Regions from separate parts of the Zea mays genome. Here region 2 is linked to region 1. The links are chromatin contacts, called in public Hi-C maps. All regions are on one chromosome and are shown on one strand. The core of a region is the stretch at or near the end of the contact, and the rest is flanking DNA. Distances in the headings are between cores, read along the strand shown.

Region 1 (7,827 bases), core at 208-2,707:
TTGAGCCGAAGTTGCCATCCTTCGGCGCTTCACGCGTGCTTGTTGTAGCTTCATCATTTAGTCTCGTTGCTTATAGGTAATTTCTCCGTCCTGAGGACCTTCGGTAGAGAAGGAGACCCCCAACACATTCATCAAAGGATAAGGATGGCTGGCTTCTAAGTGGTCGATCGGCTGGCCGGTGTGGGACCGAGTGGCCAAGGTGGGTCTGAACGGCCATAACTATAGGACTTGGCCATTTTGTTGATCTCCTCTGCTCCATTTGATGTATATTTTGTAGAATTTTAATCTTCTCCTTGCAAAATACTTAAAACAACAAAACTCATAGAATATATTAGTTTAATGTGCATAATGCGTAGAATTATGCTCATACCCCATTTATTCATAGAGTTATTGGCGGTTGATATCGAGAAATAACGACCACCAATAGTGACCTTCACGTAAAAGTATGCATATAACTTTTGAATACTCGTAGGAAACATAGGGGTTGTTTGGTTGTAAACCTAAGGTGCCAAAAATTGCACGCATTTTCTGCCACACTGCCTATTTATTTCGCTGCCTAACTTGCCACACTTTGCCTAACTTTTATGCCAAAGGTTAGTTTTTCAATTCGAACGACTAACCTTAGACAAAGTGTGGCGCAGTTAGCCATGAACCAAACATGCCCTAAGGTTATGAGCCTGTTTGGTTCGCTGCCTAACCTACCACACTTTGCCTAACTTTTCTGCCTAAGGTTAGTTCTTCAATTCGAACTACTAACCTTAGGCAAAGTGTGATATAATTAGCTACAAACCAAACATGCCCTATGTGCTCCAATTCTTTGCCATATCTTGACATATTTCTAAGGAAATCTTACCACACTTTTGCAAGTCACTAACGAGTGGGACCTACACATGAGGAGAAAAATCTTGCCACAACTGTGGGTCTGTGGCTACAAACGACACACGCTTAAGCCAATCAAATAAATATAATCTTAGGTGTGGCAAAGTGGCAAACTGGAGCAAGTCAAACAGCGAACCAAACAAACCATAGACTTTAAACTTTTAAGATCAAGATACCACTTAAAGGATAATGTCGCATGAGTGTAAGTATTATTTAGGTGATATCTATGAGTGAGTTATCTATAATTTGGTATTTGGCACATATTTGATAACCAACTATACACTTATAAGTACTTACCACTTGTTAAGCCTGATACTATTTGGCAGAAAAAATAAAAGAGCTAAATGTCGTGCTTCTAAATATTTTAAGCCATATAAATTTGCTCTAAGGAACGAGTGAAACTGATTAATTTTTACCATATAATATAATATATATGAGTGTATGCATGTTAAGAATTAAAAAAGTACGATAAAACTAAATAGGAAAGAAAACTAGATATCACTCGAAGAAAATAAATTCTACGTACAAATAAAGGGGTGGCTCGTGAGATTTGGGAGGCTCGGATTTGGTTTCTGGTCTCAGTTGCGTTGTGGGTGATCCACTCGTTCTTCCCTCCACGCGCCAAAACCCCAGCCACGGCCATCTCCTCCTCCACTCCTCCCGTTCGTCCACATCCAAAAGCTTCCCAGGAGAAAAAAAGAACAGTTATTTGCAGCGGGAACCCTAACAAATCACTCGCTACAAGCGAGCGAGGGAGAGATGTCTCTCCAGTACGTGGCGCCCCCGGTCCGAGCACTCGCCGTGCTACCGGCGCCAGGCCCCCCTCGCCGCCGGACAAGCCATGTGTCCCTATACCTTCCGAGCCGGCGGCCAGGGCTCGCCGTCGCCCCGGTCCGTGCGGCGGAGTCGTCCTCTCCGCCCACCGTGCCCGCCTCCGCGGCCGGCAAGGCTGTCGTCCCGGACGACGAGTTCTCCCTCGCCAAGGTGCGCAGCCTACGCTATTTCTTGCTTCTTGGGACATGGTTGCAGCGCTTTGGCGGTTGTCACTCCGAACAATCAAATGCTGATTCCGCCGTCGTTTGCAGGTCTCTTTCGGTGTGATCGGGCTGGGGCTTGGGCTCTCGCTCCTGTCGTGAGTTCTGAATTTTTTTCCTATCTTGTCGCTGTTCGTGTTCTCCCTCACCAAGAGATTCAGAATGTTCTGTCGTGGGGATCATGTTCATGTTCTCTTGCACCTCAGGTACGGATTCGGATCGTATTTCAACCTGCTTCCTGGTTCGGAATGGTCAGCTTTGCTGCTAACCTACGGGTTTCCTCTCACAATCATCGGCATGGCCTTAAAGGTCAAGAACTCTCCCTACATACGTGACATTGCTGGATAACATCTATATGGACGATCCTGTGACTTACAAACACTACGGGTGCCTATGACTGTCATTAGTCCTCTCTAAATTATGTGGCTTGATGATATTAAGTTTTGTGATGCAGGTTGCACCTAGAAACGCAAATGGGTGATAGTGATTTAGTAATTTATCAGGTTGAAGCTGCTCGGTTTCTTTTCTGCTGTATGTTCTCATTCTGAATTTTCCATATGCAGTATGCAGAACTGAAACCAGTACCCTGCATAACCTACGCTGATGCCTTTGCTCTAAGAGAAAAGTGTGCTACCCCTATTCTGAAGCAGGTAATATTTATTTATACAATCAAACATAACTATTTAATATGATGAGGTGAACTGTTTATATTCAGTTATATTGTTGTTGTAAGTAAAATTGAGCTACATTGCCAATGGTTCCGTTTCGTGGAAGTGGAACTTCAAGATGAACTTGAAATATGTACGGAAAAGAGGTATTCTGCATAGTGCATAGATGTAAAAATAAACTGACACTATTTGAACACCACCTACACAATACAACATGTATGGGTGACAATGAGCTCTAAATTTTAAACTATAAGATTTAACGATCGGATTAGGATCGGGCCTTATTTATATTCATTTTTGAACTAAAATTTATTTAGGGCCCTACCATTTTATGAAGAAACATTTGGATCGTGATCCATTACCCCCCTAACAACATGATGTCAGACGTTTCAGTCATGAGGATCAAAAGAGAACAGTCTTACCACTAAGATTCTTAGTTAATTTCCAGCGATCTACATGGAGGATTTAACTCAGGCAAACAAATAACTCCTTGATTAAGTTTTGTTTCTTTCCAAAGTGGTATTGACTATCACTTGTTTAGTTAGATCATGATGCAATAGTTAGAGATGAAAAAAATTATGGCATCCCAATATCATTTAAACTTGCATCTAACACAATCCCAGATAGTGAATACTGTTGAATTTGATGTCTCAATTCCTCATACAGCACTCCACACCCACATTATACTTCACCTCTTTACAAGGAGACCCTTACACTTGTTTATAATTACACCAACACTCCCCCTCAAGATGGGCTAAATATATTCAACATTCCCATCTTGTTACATGCCAACTCATTATCCTTAGGACCTAAACCTTTTGTGAGACTATCCGCTACTTGATTACGAGATTTGACATACTTCAACTTCAAAGCCCCACTATCAATCTTTTCTTTGATAAAGAACTTATCAATCTCCACATGCTTCATGCGATCAAACTGAACTGGATTATTTGCTATGTTGATTGCTGCCACATTGTCACAATGGAGTAACATTGTCTCATTTTTCAACACTTGAAGCTCCTTCAAGAGACCCTTCAACCATATCATCTCACACACTGCTAGAGCCATTGCTCTATGTTCAGCCTCTGCAGTGGACCGAGACACCACTGCTTGCTTCTTGCTTCTCCATGAAACCAGATTGCCTCCCACAAATACACAGTATCCAGAAGTGGATCTCCGATCATCCCTACTGCTTGCCCAGTCCGCATCACAATACCCCTCCAAATCCATATGTTGATTTGGTCTAAACAACAATCCCTTGCCAGGGGTTCCCTTCAGGTATCTCAGGATTTGATAAACTATCTTCATATGCCCAGTTCTAGGATCATGCATATACCTACTCACCACACTTACTGCATAAGCAATGTCCGGTCTTGTATGGCAAAGGTATATCAAACGACCAACTACCCTCTGATATCTTTCCCGATCTATAGGGTCACCTAACTCAGCACAAGTTTGGTGATTCCTATCAATGGGTGAGCCACATGGGCGACACCCAAGCATCCCTGTCTCTGACAAAAGGTCGAGGACATACTTCCTTTGGGAGAGAATAATTTCCTGAGATGATCTAGCTATCTCAATCCCAAGGAAGTATCGGAGTGGTCCAAGGTCCTTTACCTCAAAGGCTCTACTTAGCCTTTCCTTTAGTTTCTTGATCTCCTTTGCATCATCTCCAGTGATCACTATATCATCAACATAAACCGCTAGAATAGTGATACAAGAACCCTGATGTTTGTAGAAGACTGTGTGATCTCCATTGCATTGATAATAGCCCATATCGCACACAACTCGCCTGAATCTATCAAACCATGCACGTGGTGACTGCTTTAGGCCATAGAGCGACTTCTTAAGTCTGCACACTTTCCCAATAGTCTGTTTATTTGCAAATCCAGGTGGAATTTCCATATAGACCTCTTCCTTCAGGTCACCATGGAGAAATGCATTCTTCACATCCAGCTGATGAAGAGGCCAACCAAAGTTGGCTGCACATGAGATTAAGGTCCTCACCGTGCCCATTTTTGCCACGGGTGCAAAGGTCTCATCATAGTCAATCCCATATGTCTGACTATATCCCTTCGCCACCAGTCTTGCTTTGTACCTGTCAATCTTTCCTTCAGGAGTCTGCTTTACCATGAAGACCCACCTGCACCCCACCGCCTTCTTTCCTTCTGGAAGGTGAACAAGTTCCCATGTCTTGTTCTTTTGAAGGGCAAGCAGCTCTTCCTTCATGGCATCCTTCCACTTTGGATCCTGTTTGGCACACCTCCAATCTTTCGGAATAGATATTGTTTGTAGAGATGCAATGAAAGTTCTATATGCAGGAGAGACACTAGAGTATGAGACATACTTAGCAATGTCATGTTCATAACAATAACGAGAAGGAGGTTTCCCAGCATTTACTCTAGGAACCCTTCTTTGGGCAAGAGGTAATTCCTCATGTTCAGAAATGGGAGAAACAGGGATTGGAGAGACATTACCAGCTGGGTCTGGAGAGGAGTCTGAAGAGAGATATGGGACTGGAGCTTCAACACATCCAGGTTGTGATTGCTCCCCCTTCTTCTTCGTCCGCTTTCGATAGTATACTATAGGTTGCTTCCCCTGTTTGTCATTCACCTTTACCCCAATAGAACAATCATGTTGCTCCCCCTGTTTCTCATTCAACTTCCCTGCAGTAGGACATGGAATTGATCCAACAATCACTGCCTCATCATCCTCTGCCTCATCTTCCTCTGTCTCCTCCAGAATATTAATAGTTGGATCACCATGATCCCCACTACTTTCATCTTTACTCAATATCTGCATAGTTATCCCTTTCTCCACTTCTGGTGGAATCATACCTCCAACAATCACCCTTCCTGAAGCTCCACTAGCCTCATCACCACTAGCCTCCTCATCACTACCTCGACCACTGTCATCCTCCCCCTCTCTAAGGTCTCCTCCATCGACCGGAGAGAAGTCCTCCAGGATTTGATCTGGATCAACTCTTTCTGTAGTATGGGTCTTCCTCACGAAATGTTACATCCATACTCACTAACAGTCTCTTACCAATAGGGTCCCAACACTTGTATCCTTTCTGAGTAGATGAATAACCCACAAAAATGCACTTGACTGCTTGAGGATCCAACTTGCTCACCATAGGTCGATGATCTTTGACAAAACAAACACAACCAAAGACCTTGGGTGGAACACGAAAGTCACACTTTCCCAATAGAAGCTCTGCAGGAGATTTCATATTAAGTATTCTTGAGAGCATCCGGTTGATGAGGTATGTGGCCGTCATTACTGCCTCACTCGACAGATACTTAGGCACATTCATCTGAAACATGAGAGATCTTGCTACTTCCAACAAATGACGATTTTTCCTCTCTGCTACACCATTCTGAGGTGGAGTTCCAGGACAAGTTGTTTGGTGAATAATTCCTTGACCTGACAGATATGATCTAAATTCATTATTCACATACCCTGTTCCATTGTCAGTCCTGATAACTTGAATCCTTGCATTAAACTGATTTGCAACCAGTTTATGGAAGTCTTGAAAGCACTGTAACACCTCATTTTTATGCTTAAGTATATAGATCCAAGTCATACGAGTGTAACAATCAATAAAAGTGACGTACCACTTTGCACCATTCACAGAAGTGACTGAACAAGGACCCCAAACATCTGAATGTATTAGAATAAACGGTTCACAACTCCGAAGACCAACACTAGGATAGGTAGATCTAGTATGTTTGCCAAGTTCACATGCATCACATACAAGTCTACTTTTGTCCACTCCCTTAAACATCATAGGGTACAACCGACTTAAGTTCTCAAAAGTTATATGGCCTAACCGACGATGATGTAGTAGAATCTCCTTGCCATCCCCCTCAACAGCTGCTTTCAATGCTGACTCCTCATGACTGATGAACCACAACCCATTATGCCTGACTCCAGTCCCAATCTTTCTCCCAGTACTCTTCTCCTGAAAGACACAAGAATTTTCATCAAATATTACTGTGCACTTGAATTGGTCAATGATTGAACTTACAGAAAGGAGATTGACTGGAAAAGATGGAACATGCAGAACTGATGACAAGCTAAGAGATGGTGTACACTCAACGGATCCTATACCACGGATTTGTTGAGATGTACCATCAACAATTTGAACTGACTCAGAATATGTATAAGGAATGTATGTTTTGAAAGGGGTGGACATGCCAGTCACATGCTTTGATGCTCCTGAATCTATGACCCAATCTATGTGATGTCTACATGAGGATGCAAAAATTTGTGCCTGAGTACCTTCGCCCATGTGGGCATAGTTGGCAAAGTTACCGAAGGAGTTGGTGGCTTGCCCATCAGGTGAAGTGAGGCACTCGGAAGACTTGCCCTTCTGCCACTGCTCCCATTGCTTAGCTTGTTCCCCAGACAGAGTAACAGAGAGACTCTCTTCAGTGGTAGCTATGTTGGCCCTGGAGCCACCACGTCCTCTACCACGACCTCCACCACGACCTCCGCGACCTCTTCCATAGCTCCCACGAGTACCCCCTCGTCCTCCACGAGATCCTCCCCGACCACCATTTCCTCTAGGGTTGGGACAATTGTAACTCAAGTGTCCCCTTTCCCCACAATTATAGCATTTTCTGTCCTCAATTGCAATGTATGCTGGCTTCACATGATTACCACTACTCATCACTCGAAGTCTGCTCTCTTCATCTATCATGGCAGGCACAACCTCATCCATGGTAGGAAGACTCTCCTGGTGACAAAAGGTCGCTCTCCTGCTCTCAAATTCAGAATCCAGATTCTTTAGAAATTGGGTCACTCTCCTATCCTCTACCCACTTATGAACCATCTGTGCATCCTGTGGGCAAACCATTTGGAGAGGAGCATAATGATCCAGCTCTCCCCATAAGTGCTGGAGCTCACTAGCATATTGTTCCACTGGTCTCCCCATCTGCTTTACTGCATCTGCCTTGCTCTGAATTTCCATCATCACCACCACATTCCCCTTTCGAGAGTATATATTACTCAAGGTCTTCCATATTTGTGATGCAGTACGCATGGCTTCCACCCTCTTGCTAACAGTGGGAGACATGGATGCCAATAACCATGCAACTATCACAGAGTTTGTCGCATGCCAGATTCTCCATTCTGCGCCGAGCTTATCAATCAGCTCAACACATGTCTCCTCCAAATAATGCTCTACTCCCTTGCCTCCTAGGAGTACACGCACTCTTCTGGACCAGCTTAGATAATTCTTA
Region 2 (7,819 bases), core at 968-3,467, 160 kb before region 1:
TTGTGACTATTTGGACTATATGCCAGATTACTCGCTCTACCTGGCACTCAAAGAAGAGATGCTTAATTGTCTCATTTTTGTGACAAAAGCTATACTTCACGCTGCCATTCCAATTTCGCTTCGCCATATTATCCTTTGTTAATATTACACCTTTTCGTAAAAACCAAAGAAATATTTTTATTTTTATAGGGGCCTTTAGTTTCCATAAATTTTTGTTAAGGTTGGGTACATCTAGGTAAATTAAGCCAAGGTAATGTAACTTCACTGAGAATTGCCCATCAGGTGATAGATTCCGTCGAAATCCATCCTGATCATTCGATAGAACTATATTAGCAAGCCGTGGAGATAGATCATTCCACACTACTAATTTATTTCCTATTAGATCTCTACGCCAAGACAAATTTAAAGGCGAATTGCTGAATACATCTGCCGCACTCATATGTTTATATCTAGCAATATGGTACAAACAAGGGTATTGGTCACATTTCAGTTAGTGTCGAGCTGAAGCAATTTGACAAGTGATCTCATAAGGAAGTTTGTGTTAAGCTGTCGTAAGGAAGCAGTCATAAGGAAGCAGGTTCGTTTGCTAGTGATTTGGTAAGGAAGTTTCAATTACCAGTTAGCTTCTTGTATCAAGTAGCAAGTTTCAGTTAGTAGATAGCAGTTTTGCTAAACATTGTAATGACAATGGTAGATGTTTCACACGCTGATGCCATATCTTGTTTTGCGTTGATGTTTTGCTTGAAGTTGACAGTGTTCAGATTCCATCATTTTTTTGTCTCAACACCGAATAAAAAAAACGCGAGGAGCCGTTTTGCCAAACGATTTGTCAAAGGCACCGGCCGGCTTCTGCAGAAGAGCTACTCCTTTGAAGGAGCCAGAGCTGTTTCTATAGGAGCCGAATCCTTCCTAAATGGAGTCTTAGCAAAAAGAGCATGCGGTCTTCACCTGTAGTCTATATGAAATGAACGGATGTTGCAGGTCACGGTTGCACACCCATAAGGTTATAATGTCCGCGCGTTGTGATGTCACTTAAATTATTTGATAAAATGTTAGTCCATAGGAATTACATGAGAATAAACAACATAAATTACCATGTCCGTGCATACGGAAAACTGTCCTAGGAGCGCGGACATGGCACGGTAATTTCAATTCCCTCAAAGTGTCTTGAAGTCTTTTTGGTGCTAAAAACTCAGGGGCAGGTTGCCCAACAAGCGGTTGAAGGAGAGATCCCAGATGAAACAATTGAGGTTAGTCGTATATGACAATCTTACTAAAATAACATTCTAGCAGGTACTATAGAAAATAAATTCCAGTTATAGATTCCAAAGCTCTCAACATTGACTTACAATGTTGAGAGCTTTGGAAGTTGTGAAAACATATTTGTCAATTGCCCACTTAGGTGGTTCTTCCCAAATCCTGCAGTTTAATCAAATGAGGAATTATATGGCGATTTATGCAAACAAAAATCATGTTTGTGTGAAGGGAACAAAAACCAAACAATTAAATAGAATCCAATGCGAATTAGAATTCCTATGGTGTTTCCAGATCACCCATCAAATATGAGCTGAAGTTGCTTGCCAGCAATACATACATGATTCATCCAAGTAATGATAAAGCATAACAAAAAGTAATTACAGACCTCATATAGTCCACCTTGCATCGGAACCCCAAACCAATCTTCCTCAACCTTATAAAGATATACAGAAACATCACTTTCAACCAAGGATCCTCTAACACCCTCAATTTGGGGTATAAAATTTATTTGCTGATATCCACCAAATTTAAGTGTAATCCCTTACTTTCCTTTTCCTTTATTTTCTTTTTCTAAACCATGGACAAGTATTTTGCTTTATATATTAGTGTCAGATGCAATAAAATCAAACCCTAAAAAAGGGTCATAATTGTTGCACAACATGCTGGAGAATCGTTTCTTTTTGTATGCTGATTTATTCTGGTTGCGCATTCACAAAGTCTAAAAATTTGCGCTTGCATTTGAATTCAAAAGAAAATAGAAGAAAAAGGTTGAAGAAAATAAATAAAAGAAGAAAGAAAAAGATGAAGAAACCCCCCAACCACCCGACCTGCCCCGCCAGGCTGCTTGGCTCGTGTGGGCCAACGCCAGCCGCAGCCCGCTCTCCCCCTCACGCCGGCCTAGCGCGCTCTCCCCGTGGTCCAGCCGTGGCCCAGCTCGCCTCGCTCGCTTTACGCGCCGCGAGCCGCCCAACAGCATCGCCCGCCCACTGAATAGCGGGCCCACCTCTTCAGCTTCTTCCCCTTCCCATGTAAACTACTCCCCACGATGCACGCGCCCACGCCTCCAAAGCCAGAACCACCCACACCCATTGAAAACGAGACGGATAAAGACGAATATAGAATCATTTCGTATCCTACGTTAATTTATTTCTCTCGGATACGGGACCAGATGTGGCTAGTTAAGATTCAGGACGGATACATGACGAGACCGGGTAATAATCCGGACCGGTAAGAAACAGATAACGGATACTACTAAGGTAGGTACCGGATAATTGTCGGATAGTTCGTCCGATGATATTAATTGTCCAACCATCCAACAAACACATAAATTAAGCAATACATAATCATATATATGATAGATCAAATGTAAGAAAGGAAACCAATAAAATTGACATCATGTAGTTCAAAGTTACTAATCACAAAGACATTGTAAAAACCAACACCACAATATTTAAAATTCATAAAATATTCTAGTTTCACTCAAAAATTGCAAATAAGTTAAAAAAACTAATAAACATTTTATGCGAAGATAAATCAAGTCCTCATATAAAAATGATAAAGTAAAGTACTGATTATATTGAAACTTGGATACTTATAATGATTTCACATGTAACTCATACAAATAAGTGAAAGTGAAATAGAAGAAACGCGGTCATCTTATAGATCTTATAATTCAAACACTTTTTATGGTTATATATGGACATATGTGCCTCCGTAAAATTTCACGATTTTTTGAGGCTATTTATGTATTATTAATTTCTTTTCATAGAAAATCATCAAAATTCAATTAAATCCTTAAAATATTGTAGCATCGACTGAAAACTACAAATAAGTTACCAATACTAATAAATATTCTATAAAAAATAACCTTAAGTTTCCACATGGAGATAACCTTAAGCCCCCACATAAAAATGATAAAGTCCATTAGTTTGATATAAATTTGGACATTATTTCAATAATTTTGGCCTAAAGATATGTTTAAACAAAAAAATAATGTACTACAAAGTTATAGATCTCTTCAAGCTCTACAATTTTCATATAAACTTTATCTTCATCCGATTTTATATGTAAAAGTTATGAATTTATAACTATATTATGCAGGAAAAAGAAAAACCGGGTACCCGTATCCGACCCGAATATCCGGGTAGTCCTCGCTTCATATCCGACCCGAATCCGAAGCTACAGTATGCGGGTATTTCCCGTATCCGTCCCGAATATAAAACAACCCGAATCCGTATCCGAAAAAATGAGTATTTGCACTATCCGTATCCGGTACCCGACGGGTATACCCGACCCGTTTTCACCCCTAGGAGGAAGGAGTTAAGGCACACTAGATCCCACCTCCCTCCAATCTTTTGTGGTTGAGTTTCATGTAGGTCTCGGTGTGGCCAATTTTCGGCCAATAGAATCACGCCATATCACTTAGATCTTTGAAACGCTATTATTCAGTATATTTTGTGTCGTAAATCTGTTTAGTACCGTTCAAATTATGTTAGCTTCATACTAATGTTACCTACGCGTTAATAAAATTGCTTCATCATGTCACATGTTTTAATTATAAGTAATTATTTCTTTACCCAATGTTTAATAAGTTATTTTTCTAATTAAAACAAATTTATGGTTTTAATACGTTTTATAATACATGTTAAAATGACTAATGTTAACATAAATATTTTGATTTAATACTTATTTAGTATAAACACAACATCTATTTGGTGATTCTCGCGTGACACGCGTGCATCGTCGCGTTGTTCGCCCATCGTTCACGCACTGTCACGTTTGTGCCTGCTATTCGCATGCGTCGTTCATGCGTGTCGCACACACTTCTGCGTGTGTTCTGCACGTTGTTTTCATTTGTCACGCGCATTGCCGCGCGTTGTTCCCGCGCGATATTAAACCATTCGCTTATAATCACTCATGTTAGTTAATTAACTGTTTGTTTAGTCATCCACTATTAAAATAGTAAGTTAGTCAAAACTAAGTAGTAATTTGAATTTATATTTGATAAATGTCAATTAATATAATTATGTTGAATTAAATGTTCTAATTAATAATTGTTTAACGTAAACGCTATAACTTCTCGACCGTAGCTCTGACTGTTGCGTTTCTTTTTCTCACGTGAACGTGAGCTCTATTTTGTATCACATGTTTTTATAATGTTTTCCCTTGTATGGTGTAAAGGTCTTATGTGTAACACCTCTAGTGTTATGAGACATAAAACTTTGACATGTCATCATATGCACTGGCATTGCCTTGCTTGTTACACCTAGGATGCATTCACTAGGCTAAAATTTCAATAAAACTTGTGATGTGATACTTGCTTGAGTATATGATTTGGTAAGAGCATTCCTTAAGCTAGGTAGGGGTGAATATCTCCATGGGCTAGTAGCATGTGACCTTATATTTTAAGCACAAATGAGTGATCTTGTTAAGTTGGCTAGACATGTTTTAATGGGTGATGTCACGCCTGATTTTAGGGGTAAAATCGAATGCATAGCATATGTGATCTAGGATCCATTTTCCACACATATATTAACGTCACAAGTGTAATATATCAAAAGTTAATGCAATAAAGGCATAAAGAGAGTATAATAACTTTATTACATCATCCAGGGGTAAAACCGAATGCATAACATATGTGAGCCAGGATCCATTTTCCACACATACGTTGACGTCACAAGTGTAATATATTAAAAGTTAATGCAATAAAGGCGTAAAGAGAGTATAATAACTTTATTACATCATCTAGATATAAGTGTCTTAAATAGTATCATCATCAAAGTATAACGAATATAACATGGACGGTCTTCCACAGGAAGATGACTGACGCATCGTTAGACTCGGTACTCGTCATCACCATCGTCACAGTCTTCCTCATCACTTATGGTCGGGACTCAGCAAGTGGGAGGAGTAATGCATGTTTAATAAGGTAGGCTATGGATAAACGGTAAGCATTTTAGTTGGTCAATATTTTATTCACAACATCTGACTTACTAGTTGTAAGTGTATCCCAAAATTCCCAATTAAACATAAGTACATGATTATATCTCAAAAACACTTAAGTGAAACCACTTAAGCACACCATTTATAAATCATCGATTCACGATTTATTTTCATCTTTAAGTTCAGTTATCATGTGAGGGTCCAGGTTGCTCTTAACTGTGAGCACGCCTGACATATCAGTTTTACACTCCGCAGAGGTGGTACAACTTTACCCACAAGACATGTATCCCATCTAGCCTAGGTTGTATGGACCCGTAAACACTGCCGAGGTGAATGGCTAGGGATCCATTATGAGGCTTTCACAAAATATCCTTAGTATAAAGGCACCCGCTAAGGTTTCCACGTTAGTATTGATGGCCCTCTCTGCGAGGTAACTTAGCCAAGACTATCACTCCATGTTAACATGAGCTGCCACCAAACTACTGCCGCCCCCTCTTGCCCATCTTTCAGGTAGGGATGCTAAGCACTAAGTCTATAGAGCTAATTACCAAGCCAGAGCCATGATAACACTCGTGGTTGCACTGTTATCCTCGCTGGTCACTCCATGTTCCATTTAATATGGAATGATCTTGTTAAGCATCGGGTTAACATCATAATACAAATTTCATTTCTGGAACAATAGTATCATTAAAGAGTGACATTATAATTATCAAGTTGAGCAGTAGCACAAATTGCTAAGCATAGTATTTATCCCAAGGTAATCAAGGAATAGGGTTGGTATTCCTAGGAATCCTATTTAGGCAAATCCCATCAAATTATGCAAATATTAAAAAAGTAAACATTATTATATGTACTATTTGGGTAAAATAGAAATGCAAAGGGAGAATCCACTTGCCTTGCTCAAACGTGTGCTACGGGTCGTCTTCGAACATATTCGGTTCTTCTACCACACAGTCAGCTTCTAATATAGATACACATATCGTACAAACAAAAGAAAACATTCACCAAATAAATAAACATACACCATTACATGAGTAACATTCATCATTACATGATCAAGCATATACCACACAAACTATTCTTATAAATAATTCCTAGAATAAAACCTAATTCATATTCATTTTATTAATTCACTATAATTTTATTTTGGATAGTTACTTAGGGAAAGTTATAGGGACATTTGACTACAAAAGTATTCTATATAACATAGTTTAGATGAAATGACCTAGCCAATTCTATAGAATTAAATTAATTATCAGTTAATTATTTCTATTGTGAATAGTGATTCTACTTTTAATTTTATCTTTTCTTTCTAAAAGAAAACACCATTATAATAATCAGAGGTCAAAACATTTAATAATAAATTAAACCACTGATTAACCTATAATTCTTGCATTATTATGAATTCTACACCACTTACTAATTTTGTGTTAAGAAATTAACATTATTTATTTAGTGAGCCTAATTGAGCCTTTGATTGTAAACTTCTAGTTAAACTCTAAAATTCATCGTAAACAAAATTAACTATGAAATTGGTTATCAATTGTTTTTACTACTAACACATGTCTACCAAACTTTGTCATACTTCTTTCTAATCCAACATTCTAAAATCATTGTAACAAAAACATGACTAATAACAATTTACTAACTTATCACATATATATACCCAAAAATAAATAATTCACATATACGTGAATTCCAAATCACAACATTCCCATATTACAACACAATAATTAAAAAATTAATAATCTAATTCAAAATGTGAATTTCAAAAATTAATAAAAAAATATTTCCAGGTTGTCTTCAACCTTGCGACGAACGACGAGGAATCGAGGAATGGCCGGGGACGGACGGTCCAGCGAGGCACGGTTGTACAGGGGCATGGCCGAGACGACGGGGCTTGGCGGGGTAGGGGCGTCGCACAACTCCGGTGAGGACGGCGAACGGTGCTCCGGCGAGGATGGCGAACGGCGCTCCGGCGGTCGGTTCGGCACGGGCGCGGGTGAGGGAGAGCCTGGGCAGGCGAGGGAGAGAGGAGGGCTCAGTTGCCCTTTTATAGGGAGAAGAGAGGGAGAGGGAGGATCGATGCCGGGGAGGGGAGAGGCCGACCGACAGTGCCATTACTCCATTAATGGTGGTGGTTTCCTTAATGGAGGAGGCAGTGGGGGAGAGAGGGGAGAGGAGGAGGCGAGCGACCGGTTGGCCGAGCCGAGGTGGCAGCGGTGAGCGGCCGAGACGTGCGGTGGCGACGGCGCTGGGCAGTGAAGCGTCCCGATCCTTTGGGACTCAAATGTGATACAATTACAAGTCCCAGGAGGCTAGTAACCACATTCCTTACTTCAAATAGTACATAGTTTAAATAAAAGTTATTACAATACTGGGGTACAAGCTCGAGAGAGCCGAAGTATATAGAGCGCAGTAGAAAGTACACTAGCCCAAGCCACAGGCAGAACTGGGTGCAGACACAGCCCTCTTAATCAAGCATAGCAGAGAAGAAGTCTTCGGCTGCTGAAAAACATAAATAAATCTAGGTGAATACACTAGGTATTCCGCAAGCCCACCCCGCTCCCGTAAAGAGAAAGAGACCTATATCATACATGCTTTATTTGGTGGAGTTGAA

Evidence for each region. A called contact is a pair of places that touch in the nucleus more often than the background predicts.
Region 2: a contact with region 1 is called in a Hi-C map of endosperm, with 2.3 times the contacts expected there. The contact joins the enhancer-like site here to the promoter of LOC100191267 in region 1. A contact is called at or near these places in 4 of 25 Hi-C or Micro-C datasets (ear, endosperm, leaf and 1 more).

What each region holds. Positions count from the first base shown.
Region 1 is chr1:226,334,175-226,342,001 of Zm-B73-REFERENCE-NAM-5.0, reverse strand. It overlaps LOC100191267, which reads left to right and starts at 1,457. Exons shown (of 9, transcript NM_001136701.1): 1 at 1,457-1,863; 2 at 1,965-2,011; 3 at 2,120-2,222; 4 at 2,477-2,563. The coding sequence starts at 1,639.
Region 2 is chr1:226,497,754-226,505,572 of Zm-B73-REFERENCE-NAM-5.0, reverse strand. No RefSeq gene overlaps it. Among protein-coding and RNA genes, the nearest start is that of LOC100272614, 15 kb to the left of the region's middle. Within about 2 kb of position 2,217, at least 17 of the 20 cell types and tissues checked have an H3K27ac peak or open chromatin away from gene starts, as enhancers often do. A contact at or near this core is called in ear, endosperm, leaf and 1 more, where this site is marked.